Linked DNA regions of Mus musculus: all the other regions are linked to region 1. Evidence: chromatin contacts called from public promoter capture Hi-C data. All regions are on one chromosome and are shown on one strand. The core of a region is the stretch at or near the end of the contact, and the rest is flanking DNA. Distances in the headings are between cores, read along the strand shown.

What was found. Promoter capture Hi-C pulls out the DNA fragments that hold promoters and counts their contacts. Capture Hi-C pulls out chosen DNA fragments and counts their contacts.
Region 2: a contact with region 1 is called in a promoter capture Hi-C map of the HPC-7 cell line. The contact joins the promoter of BC048507 here to the promoter of Zfp759 in region 1. A contact is called at or near these places in 17 of 39 promoter capture datasets (3T3-L1-derived adipocytes, the C10 cell line, the HPC-7 cell line and 10 more) and 1 of 9 other capture datasets (macrophages).
Region 3: a promoter capture Hi-C map of adipose tissue shows a contact between it and region 1, with 7 times the contacts expected there. The contact joins the promoter of Zfp85 here to the promoter of Zfp759 in region 1. A contact is called at or near these places in 14 of 39 promoter capture datasets (the 3T3-L1 cell line, the C10 cell line, the HPC-7 cell line and 10 more), 2 of 115 datasets of contacts at active chromatin or transcription factors (astrocytes and embryonic limb bud) and 3 of 9 other capture datasets (adipose tissue, liver and macrophages).

Annotation. Positions count from the first base shown.
Region 1 is chr13:67,126,558-67,130,456 of GRCm38.p6, forward strand. It overlaps Zfp759 (zinc finger protein 759), which reads left to right and starts at 1,671. Exons shown (of 4, transcript NM_172392.3): 1 at 1,671-1,757. The coding sequence starts at 1,752.
Region 2 is chr13:67,861,172-67,865,070 of GRCm38.p6, forward strand. BC048507 (cDNA sequence BC048507) reads left to right here and starts at 2,155. Exons shown (of 1, transcript NM_001001185.3): 1 at 2,155-2,752. The coding sequence starts at 2,335. The coding sequence ends at 2,604.
Region 3 is chr13:67,752,975-67,756,873 of GRCm38.p6, forward strand. It overlaps Zfp85 (zinc finger protein 85), which reads right to left and starts at 2,228. Exons shown (of 4, transcript NM_001001130.3): 1 at 2,089-2,228. The coding sequence starts at 2,094. Zfp85os (zinc finger protein 85, opposite strand) reads left to right here. Exons shown (of 3, transcript NR_027969.1): 2 at 14-220; 3 at 1,605-3,864.

The DNA of each region.
Region 1 (3,899 bases), core at 421-2,920:
AGATATTTGCTGTTTCTCCTGGCCACAGGCTCATGGTCCATCTGTCCCAGGGCATCTTCATCCTCTTTCCCCATTTCTCCTTGTCCTGGTCTCTCTTTCTTCTCTCTCTTCTCCACCCCCTACCAGGTAACTCAATACCCGCCCTCCACAAATCCCTCCAGTAATTGGCTGTAGCCAATTTGATTTATCCCATAGTTTTAAATCAAGGATGAAGGTTTGTGCCACAGAACCATGTAAATATGAGAAGTCAGCTGTAGTACTAGATCTTGGATACAGAATTTAGCATTACAATACATAGCAACAGACCAGATCTCAACACATAACATATATTGGAAAACTAGCTATGCTCAGAAATACTAACTTTTGTGGTTTCTGTCAATGCCCTTCACTGCAGCATTCAGGAGGAGGACAGACCAGTCATGACACTTGCCAATCAAGTACAGGTACATGTATTGTTCCTTGACTCTAATTTTTCTAATTTGAGGAAGCCGTTCTGCATTCCTGGATAAACATACTCACTGGAAAAGAAGAATTAAATATGGACTCGGCACAGTATCTTCTTTGAAACAGCTTCTTTTTGAATCATTAGGATTCAGGGAAGTAGGAAGTCTTTTCTGTAACAGGGTTTGTAACTTTGACTCAACCATGAACTGCACAAGAATAAACCTTCCCAAGAAGAGACATGAATTCTCAATACTCTATGTTTCCAGTGTAACTCCTTTAATACAGTGATCTCATTAGACAGTATTATGAATATTTCTGATATCTTTGTATTCAAGAAGAAAATATCTCAGTGTTCTGTTTAGGAGAAGTGAGGGAAATTCAAGACAGATAACACTAATGTTCAAATATTGTCAAATATGACCGATGACAGGATCAGTGCAGAGACAGAAAAATCAATAAGGAACATCAAACCTAAGGCAGGGGGAAATCCTATAGTGCACAGTGGATTAAGAGTTAGTACACACGCCGGGCGTGGTGGCGCACACCTTTAATCCCAGCTCTCCGGAGGCAGAGGCAGGCAGATTTCTGATTTCGAGGCCAGCCTGGTCTACAGAGTGAGTTCCAGGACAGCCAGAGAAACCCTATACAGAGAAACCCTGCCTCGAAAAAAAAGAGTTAGTACACACATCATTGTGATCCCAGTAACTCTGTCCCGCCCCTTGGGAGACATACAGAAGAGAAAAACCAGTGGAGTGCTCAGAAAACATCTGCTGGTGACTAGCTTTGATTTCTAATTCTTCTATCTTAAGCGACTAGGATGGTTTCAATAGAATCGTAAAGAGATAATGCTCACTCCTACATTAACTTCCTGCTTCCACATTCTTAAATAAAGCAGATCATGAAAGCATGAATTTTCCATTTGTTAATAAGATTCTATAGTAGGTCGGAGTTTTTAAATCAAAATGTTTTATCAGAGATAACATGGAAACCTGATAGGCGGGATTAATGTGAAAGGTTCAGCTCACAGGCAAACATTTCGTGCCGTGACCAAGGACTGTAAAAGAGCCCAAATTCCCTGTGCATGTCCATGTGCACCTGCTCTCAGTGGACTGTAATCCAGGCAGTGTACAAAACCTCTTCAGTGGGTTCCCGGAAGTCCTTCCAATTGATTTGTGGGAAATGTAGTCCCGGCCCCTGTGACGGCATCAGAAAGTGCTGTCAGCATCAAATTTCCATATTCTTTCGTCAAAGGTCGCTTCTCAAATTTGTGCAGTTGTCCTGTTGAGCGCTGCATTTGGATTTCTGACATGGAGGTTGGTGCAGGGAACAGCACCATCTTGCAGATATGAGGGACTGTGCAGGGTGGCGGGTAGGGCACGGAGAGTGCCGGCTTGGGCTTGTTGTGAGACAGGAAGCTGCTGACCTGGAGATGCTGTGCTGACCTAGGCTGGGTCACTGTCCCTGGGCACAGGTTTGATGAGGAGAACGTTAGAAACTACAGGATGGCAAGGGCAGGCAGGGTCTGCACACTGCCTGTGCCTGCGATGCTGACCAGAGCTCAAGCATGTTTAAAGGGAAACGTGCTCGGCCTAGTTGACCCATTCTCACTGGCTGTAGTCAGATTCTCTGGACATACAGAACACGGGGACATCTACCGCCCCCTATACGTCATGTCCTGGAGACTACTCCTTGTTTGAGTTCACACAGCTTTCTAAAGTTCCTAGTGTCCAGGGACAGAGAGTCCTGTGACGGTGATTGTTGTGTGGGGTGTTAATTACTTTTCCTTTGGAATGAATTGTTAGATTTATGGATGCCTTGGTTAGAGTGGGAATTTCTAATAGACATCTCAGTGACATGATTCCTCACAATACATGGCTGTATAGCCACAGAATAATCTTGTAATTGGTAACATCCCGTGTTTGCACAATCTATGTAATTATGGATTTTACACAGATTAAAAATGACTAGACAGTAATACCTCAACGGTTCTGAGTATGTTTGTGTTCTGAGTATGTGTTCTGTCCAGTATTTGGACTTCTTTTCAGATGTGAGAGATAGATGACTTGGTGTGATGAGAGAAAGATCGCTGGGAGGAGCTGGAAAGTCTGAAAGGGAAGGAGGAAATATCTCTGCTCATCTGCCAGGCTCTGTACATTGTTCTCTTTAATCTGGCAGGATCTGGATATTGTCTCATCATGTGATTTTCTTATGTATGTTCCTATTATTGGCAGTGTTCGAACTCTCTTAAATTTTCCCTGTCCCTCAATGTGACTTTCAGGTTTACTGATGCACCCTTAATAGTTTTAGGAAGAAGTCTTCAAATTTTTCAACTGTATTAGAAAGGCTGCAAGATAAATTTCAAAACCTGTGGCATACTTGGGAACTTATGATTTGCATATAGTAGGTTCCTGTTCATGCAAAATGCATAGTTGTCCTTTTGAAGAGTTAAGAGAATAGTTTAGTCCAGAGCCATTTTTGTAGCCATGATCTGAGAACACAGGTTTAATTAATCCAAATTCCATGCTCCAACATGAAATCTATTTCATGGTTTTACAGAACAAAGAATGTCATTAACCTAAGAAAGCTTAAAATACATTGGTGTAAGTCTGATAGAGGTATGTATATGTACCTTGAGATATGGGAGATATTCTATTCACCTAAGATACCATCTGCTGAGATTTTAGCTTTTGGGTTGATAGAATCTCATGTTCTGCCTAGTCAGTGGATTCTGAGAGGTTTTTATCTATTAACAAGCTGTGTGGTCCACTACATAGTGAGGCAAGGACTGTCCCTGAAGGGAAAATCAGCCCAAGACAGCTAACCCTGAACCTGCAGAATTCCAGGCTCTGCCCCTCAGTGAACTTCCACGTGGGCCATCAGTCTCTGCACACACAGACTCCTTACAAGAGTTTTGCATTCACAACATACACACAGGTTTTCTTTGTGTGTTTGTTTTTTCAGGGTTTCTTCTCCACATCCCCTCCTCCATCTCAGGCGATCTTGCTTATACTGTCCTCAGTCAAACCAAGCTTTAGTGAGCTGGAGATAAACAAGATAAACAAGATTGAGGGACACTGGATCCAGCTAACCAACAGAAACAGGACCCAAATGATTAGATTCAGAAATGAACAGGGAGATTTTACAACAGATACCAAAAACTTCAGACTATCATAAAGGGATATTTTGAAAATCTGTCCAGTGTAATTGGAAAATCTAAAAGACATCACTCATATCTACTTGTTGTAGACAACTTTGTACTGGCTAGTTTTGTCTCAACTTGACACAGGCTGGAGTTATCACAGAGAAAGGAGCTTCAGTTGGGGAAATGCCTCCACGAGATCCAGCTGTAAGGCATTTTCTCAATTAGTGATCGTGGGCAGGGGGGGGGTCCCTTTGTGGGTGGTGCCATCTCTACATCAAGCTGGTAGTCTTGGTTCTATAAGAGAGCAGGCTGA
Region 2 (3,899 bases), core at 905-3,404, 740 kb after region 1:
AAAAACCAAAACAAAAAACAAACAAACAAACAAAAAAGAAGAAAGAAAGAAAAAAGAAAAAGAAAAAAAGAAGCGGAGCCTTATTGGTGAAAGTGGGTGTCTTAGTTGGAGGTTCTGTTGCTGGGAAGAAACACCATGATCAAAAAGCAAATTGGTCAGGAAAGAGCTTATTCATCTTACACTTCCACATCATAGTTTAACATTGGGGGAAGTCAGGACAGGAACTCAAGCCGGACTGGAACCTGGAGGCAGGAGCTGATGCAGAGTCCTAGGAGGGGTGCTGCTTACTGGCTTGTTGCCCCTGGTTTACTCAGCCTGATCTCTTATAGAACCCAGGACCACCTGCCAAGGGGTGGCACCACCCACAATAGTCTGAGCCCTCCCCAGTTGATCACTAATTGAGAAAATGCCTTACCATTGGATTTCATGGAGTCATTTCCTCAAATGAGGGCCCTTTCTCTCTGATGACTCTAACTTGTATCATGTTGACACACAAAAGCAGCCAGTACTGAGGTGGTGGGCCAGGAACATGAGATTTACAGGCTGGCCCTACTTCCTGTCTGTGCTCTGCTTACTGTGTGTGATGTGTACTCTGACCTGGCACTTCCTGCCACCATATCATCCCTGCCTGCTGCCTTGTCTTCCCACCATGGTGGAATAATCCTGTTGAGCTGCAAGCCAGAATAAACCCTTCCTCCTCTCGTTGCTTTTTATTAAGCATTGGGTGATAGCATTGAGAGATGTAATTAATAAGACATGTACATATTTTTCCTGGAATTCTGTGCCATAGTGAACATATTAAACATTAATAAGTGCTTAAATTGCTATTAACTCTTTGTTTTTAAATGTAAAAGTTAGAAAGGAAAAGGGGCCCAGAATGGGGAAGAGATTTGTTATTTCTGTCTGTCCTCTTCCTCTTCCTCCTCCTCTCCCTCCTCCTCCTCTTCCTCTTCTTCCTCCTCTTCCTCCTCCTCTCCTCCTCCTCCTCTTTGTTTTTGGTTTGTTTGTTTTGTTCTGTTTTGTTTCTGTTGACATAGGTTTTCTCTGTAGCCCCAGCTGTCCTAAAACTGGCTCTGTAGACCCGGCTGGCCTTGAACTCACAGAGATCCATCCACCTGCCTCTGCCTCCCAAGTACTGTGATTAGTTGAATGGGCTGCCAAAGCCAGGAAGATTGCTCTTTTCTGCTAATCAGTGGCCCCATTTACTGCTGAGAAATGATAAGAACTAAGAGCTTATAGTAGTTATAAAGTTGGGGGTATCAGGCATGAGTCACTTGCAAAGGCTCGGAAATTTTTCTTGCATATCTGTGGGTAAATCTTGCTCTCTTAACCTTGTCTGGGAACTTGCAATTAACCAGAAGCTTCAAATAAGTAAAATGGGGGGAAAAATGGTAACGTAGGTACATCCAATTCAAATTGAAATATGATCTGAATCTTTATATAATTTCATGTATTAGCCAGGGCTGTGGGCAGTGTGCGGATTTTTCTGTTGCGGGTGGTTTGAGAATGTTTTCAGCTGATGCACAGTGCCATCTTCAGGTCTGTGAACACAGCTGCGAACATGTCAGCAAGGTATGACAGCAAATGTTATGGGTTAATTGAATCTTTCAGGAATATGAACACAGAGCTCCGGCGTGTGCCCGTATTTGGAAACAGGAGCATCACAGGTATAACTAATTAAGATGAAGCCATTAGAGGTTCATCAGGTCCCGCGTGTTTAAATCAGTCTTTCTGAAGTTTCTTAGGGAAATACGCTCATTTTTCCCCCTCGTGAAATAGACACAGTGCGCCGGGCGTGGTGGCGCACGCCTTTAATCCCAGGACTCGGGAGTCTGAGTTAGAGGCTAGCCTGGTCTACAAAGTGAGTTCCAGGACAGCCAAGGATATACAGAGAAACCCCGTCTCGAAAAACCAAAAAAAAAAAAAAAAAAAAGTTTTGATTTTATTGGAGAGTAGGCCGGTTCATTTAAAATATTTCCCTCAAGCAACAGCAGTGTCTGCTGCTTCCACTGCATTTCCTCACACATGTGAATTTCTGATTCATGAAAAGCCAGGTCTCCAGGGTTCGGCTCCCCACCTCAGAGGGTCAGCGGGTAATTGTGCAGTCACAATGAGGCGGTTTCTTGCTTTTTGTGACAAAATAAACCACCTACCAAATGGCTCCTGAAGGGGTAAAGAAAAGGTAGCAAACGCATACAGTTAAATATTTAGCTAAGAGATGCGCCACGGCTTCGGCTTCAGCAGGGACCGGCTGTCTGCTGCTGCTGCTTGAGCACCGCCAGCATCTTCCCTAGGGGCACGCAGCGGCCGATTGGCCCCTGCTCCGCGGTAACCATGTGCGATCGGAAGGCAGTGATAAAAACTGTAGACATGTCGGAAGAGATGCAGCAGGACTCGGTGAGGTGTGCTATCCAGGCGCTGGAGAAGTACAGCACAGAGAAGGATATTGCGGCCCATATCAAGAAGGAGTTTGACAAGAAGTACAACCCCACCTGGCACTGCATTGTGGGCCGGAACTTCGGTAGTTACGTGACGTACGAAACCAAACACTTCGTCTACTTCTACCTGGGTCAGGTGGCCATTCTTCTCTTCAAATCTGGGTAAAAGCGTGGACTGACTGCATCCTAAATGTCAAATACCAGAGTCCGGATCTTCAGCCTTGTTAAGGGAACGCCTCGTCTGAACCTGTTGTGTTCTGTAGAGGGCCTCATTCTCTGTACAAGTTTGTGGTTATAAAATTAGTGAAACAGCTTACATTTGTATTTATTTTCTAGCCCATACTTCTGTACCCTAGTTTTTTCTCCCTTAGGTCATTCCTTTAAAAATAAATCTGGTGGAGATGCCATAAAAAAAAGAAAAAAAAAAAAAAAAGAAAAATCTTAACACGGTTGCGCATGGGAGGTGGGTGTGGCGGGGGGCGGCGGGGGGGGGGGGAGATTAAGTTCAAGAAAACAGACCAGCCCTGTTTTCCTTCCTTTTATTTATGAGTTTTGACCTTGAATAACAACTGTTGGCCTTGGAGCTATGTTTTCTCTATAAGAAATATGCATTTGTCTTTCAAATCTTTTAGGATGGTTATAAAGAGATTGAATGTAAATCCAGTGTTGTTTGTTGAAGTCTATCATAACACATGCTAATGAGATCACTCATGCCCACCGAGATAGCGTCACTGCCTGTTCAGGCCACAAGATACTTCTTATGACAAGACACTTGAGGTATCTCCATTTCAAAATATTATTAACAGGGCTGGAGAGATGGCTCGGAGCTTAAGAGCACTGGCTGCTCTTCCAGAGGTCCAGAGTTCAATTCCCAGTATCCATATGGTGGCTCAGAGTGGCTCATAAGCATCTATAGTGAGAATTGGTGCCCTCTTCTGGCCTGCTAGCATACATGCAGGAAGAATGCTGACTACACGATAAATAAATAAATAAATAATCTTTAAAAATATTATTGGCAATTTAAAATATCTTCTAGTGTGTCTTTCTTTACCCCTCCCTCCCTCCCTCCCTCCCTCCCTCCCTCCCTCCCTCCCTCCCTCCCTCCCTCACTCCCTCCCTCCCTCCCTCCCTCCCTTTTTAAAGCTGAAAGGGAGAGATTTAATATGGCCACACTGGGAAGAGGAGCAAAGAAAACTGTCTTCCCTAAGTCCATAATTGGGGATCCTAAGGTGAGGATTTCATCAATGGATGAAAGCCCCTGTAACCCTGGGAGCCACTGTCACCTACTGTATTGTCTGAGTGGCATTGTTTCTGTACTGAGAGCTAGAATGGCATCTTTCATATTTATTTCCTGTTTATACCTTGTGCCCGTTATACCTTTACCACAACCAAAGTTTTGTTCTTGTGGATTCATCCATTCTCTGTGGTTTTAATGAGCTCCGTGTTAATGAGGTCTCACAG
Region 3 (3,899 bases), core at 978-3,477, 630 kb after region 1:
CATATTGTCACAGACAATCCCCCCTGTTCTGAGGCTCAACTGGACTACGCTGCACATAAGTGCATATACATGTGAACCAATGTAGCGCCTCTACTTTCCTTGCTTTGCAAGACCTTCTGCAGCCTGTCAAAAGATTTCCTGATGATGACGGCACAATGCAAAGTCACGGGTGTTCCCTGAGCAGTCTGCAGCAGTTCTTTCTAGCTCCAAATTTTCAGATGTGAGTAATATAGCATGAAGTAACCATGGAAATCAGGGAAGTATAAAGGGAGCATGTGGGGAGGGGCATGAGAAATGCGTAGCAGGACACAGGTGATCTGAAGTGGGAAAGGGAAAACCTACGGGGAAGGGGGGTCAACTGGGAAAATGGTGGGAGGTCAACACAGATGGAGAAAGGGTAGAATAAACCTGGAGGGGGTTTCAATTGGCAAGAAGAAAGGAGGTCCATACAGATGGAGAGGAAGGGCGAGATAAGGAAAACGAATACCAAACCTCATGAAATCATATTATTTTATACTTACTGAAACTTATACACTATATATTATATGCAAACTTAGACAAAAACCACAAGAGCTCTCAACCCCAGAGCTAACTCTCTAGGCCTCGTGATGTTTAACTTTTTAAGTCATTTATTTTTATTTTTGTGCATATGTTGTTGCCATCTTGTATGATGGTGCACCACATGGTTACCCTGGAGACCAGAAGATGTTATTGGTTCCCTGGAACTGCAGTTATAGACAATTATGAACCACTGTGTGCCTGGTGGGGGCTGAACAATGTTCCTTTGCTAGAGAAACAAGTGCCTCTATTTAAAAAATAAATTATTTTTGATAATCTTAGGTAGCACACGTAACCTTAAATTTGACATTTTCTTTTAAATAGGTCTGTTTGATAAATATATTAAATATAAATGTGTATATGTATATATTAAATGCATGCATGTGTGACCTGTGATATAAGCATTTTGCTGTATCACCTCTACCTTCTAAGAAACGGGATCTAAGGTACAAGAAAATGTACTTTTCACACCATAAAATGTAAAATGACATGTTCTTAGTTTCCTGAACATTAATGGCATTGACTAGAAAGTGTCCATATTATTGTAATTATAGTTAGATAATACATAGAAAATACTGGTATTATGATAATGTAGTTTAAAGCCCATGCTTCTTAGGTATAGATTTGAATGCTGTAAGTCAGTCTCCAGCACACAAATCAATTTGACTGAAGTGTGGCAAAAACAGCACAAAGGACAGAGTGAGCAAAGGCTGTATACAAAGCACGGGGTGAGCAGCTGGCTGTATACAAATGCCATGGGGAGCAGACTGTTGTATACAATCACAAGACCTTTAGTGAGCCACATTTCTTCAACCCCATCTCTCAATCTTTCCACACAATACAAATACCTGGGCAACTTATCTCTCCTTTCACAAAAGGAGTCCAAATTTCTGACATCGCAGTCTCTGGTGCAATTGTATGTGGTAATATTCTCTAGTATTTTCCACTCTGCAGTGTTGTAGGATCAGTGATAGCTGGGAAGGTACAAAGCTCAGAGTGCCCCCTCGATGAGAATTTTTTTTTTTTTTTTTTTTTGCCTCATACAGGTGTGTGAATGTGAGGGTTCTGTCACAGTGGGTAAAGGAGTGATTCCTATCCAAAGTGAGCCGCCCTGAAAACAATTTATCACAAAGAAAACGGGACGAACATCCCATACACCAAACTCCCCCGCCAGAACTCACTGTCCTGGAAACTATGAGCCACACGAACTCAAAACAAGAGTCCTGGGCCTGTCATAGAATATGGGAGGGCTCAGAAAAACCCACTTGCTCTAGATTTCCTGAGGGATCTGACAACAGCAATGTGAAAGCTAGTAACAGCAAGCTTCCCCAGCCAAGGTGCTGTGTGAGCTTTCATCACAGCCTGTCTCTGGCATGGTCAGCCAAGCCACCCCTAAGCCTAGATCTGCACTGCACATCCAAATGGGCTTCTCTCCGCCTCCTGCCCAGCCCTCCCCCGCTCCCTGCACGCCGGACCCGCCTACCCGCAGAGTTCCTGGATTTGCAAGTCTAGGCTGCACCCGGGACCAACCTTCATGTTAAGCGCGAAGAACAAGCCACACTGTCCCAACTTTGAGAACACCGCAGAGTTTGGAGAATCACAAACGTAAAAAGAACCCGGAAGCACAGAGAGCAGAGTCCTGTCTAGCGGGGTCATACAGAAAGAGAGAGAGAGACTACATTTCCCAGAAGTCTACGCGAAGGACTACCCGGAACCAAAGAAGGCAAAGAATTTAAAGCGCATGGATTGTATGTAACTGGAATTAGGCTGCTTTTAAAAATCCCAAATTTACAAAGGGCATTTTGAGAATATGAGTCCAGCCTTTAACGGTAATATGTATTAGATTTACTTCTTACTCTGATCAATGCTGTGACTTAAAAAGCTCAGGGGTTCCTAGAATCTTATGGGGGGCAGAAAAAAAATCACATTGAGTCAATTTTACTTTAAAATAACGGAGCAAGAAGCTACTTTAGGGCACACCACAAACTCTTTAGGATAGTTTTTGAAACCAAGTTTCCTGGAAATATTCTGAAATCTCAGCTACTCTGGGGTTTGAGACAGAAGAATCACAAGTCTATGTCCCAAATTACACAGTACCAAAAGAGATGGGGGCTACTCACTGGTGAAGCACTTGCCTGGAGTGAAGGAGGCCTTGGTTTAATACCCATTATGACACTAAATCAAAGAGGAAAAAAAAATAACCGAACAGATTTGATGTGTACACTGAAATCCACGGTTTGGGGCGTGGACTAGGGAACACAGATGTCTCTTACCTATAAGTCCCAGAAACCCTTTGAGATTTTCATCTGTCCTTAGTCCCCTTGTCCACACGTTCCTCCGATATCCGTGTAAACAATTTAACATTTGAGAGAGCTTCACCAGATTCTCTTTCACAATCTCATACAACTATTCACCACCAAATGTTCTTCCTGGCTCCTCTCCCAGTTAGAGGAAAACTGGTCTTGGAATCAGTATGGTGTGTGAACTGACTCCTGACCCACTATCCAACACTCATCATAAGATTTCTCTCTGTATTACTTCGGATCTGCCCTATTCAACTTCCAGTCTCTTTCTGGACTCCTTACATTACTCCCATTCATGTGGAAGTACTTAAAGGTTCTTTTGTTTTGTTTTGTTTTTTGCTTGAAGTTCACTCTATTCCCTCATCTCATAACACAGGAATGAATCTTCCTTTAATACAAAGGTATCAGAAATATGTTCCTGATCATACAGAATGAACTCATTGCAAGAAAGGGGCTGGACTGACACCACGGAGTGATGGGACTCCCTATCTCGTGTGTATGTATTCCTGTACTGGTAACATCTGAGACCCAACGATAAACCCCACGAGAGGAAAGAGTTTGTTTTCGTGCCATGGTCACTGATTCACAATGAGATTACTTCTTGGATGAGAGAGTGGGAAGATCAGATTGTTCTTTTTTTGTTTCATCACCAGAAAGAAATTGTGCTGGGTTTTATATCAATTTGACACAAGCTAAAGTCATCAGAGGAGGAAGCCTCAGTGAGAAAAAGCCTCTATATGGTTGGGCTGTGGGCAAGCCTGTAGGGCATTTCATCTTCACAATAAGTAATAGATGTAGGAGGGCCTAGGATGTTGTGGGTGGTGCCAACCTTGGGCTGGGGTCCTGGGTTCTCTAAGAATCAGGCTGAGTAAGCAACACCTCTCCATGGCCTTGCATCTGCTCCTGCTTCCAGATTCCTGCCCTGTTTGAGGTTCTGTCTTGGCTTTCTCCAATGGACAGTAGTCCAGGATATGTAAACCAAATAAACCCTCTTGTCCCCGTGATTGCTATTCTTGACACTTGACTACTTTCTGGAAT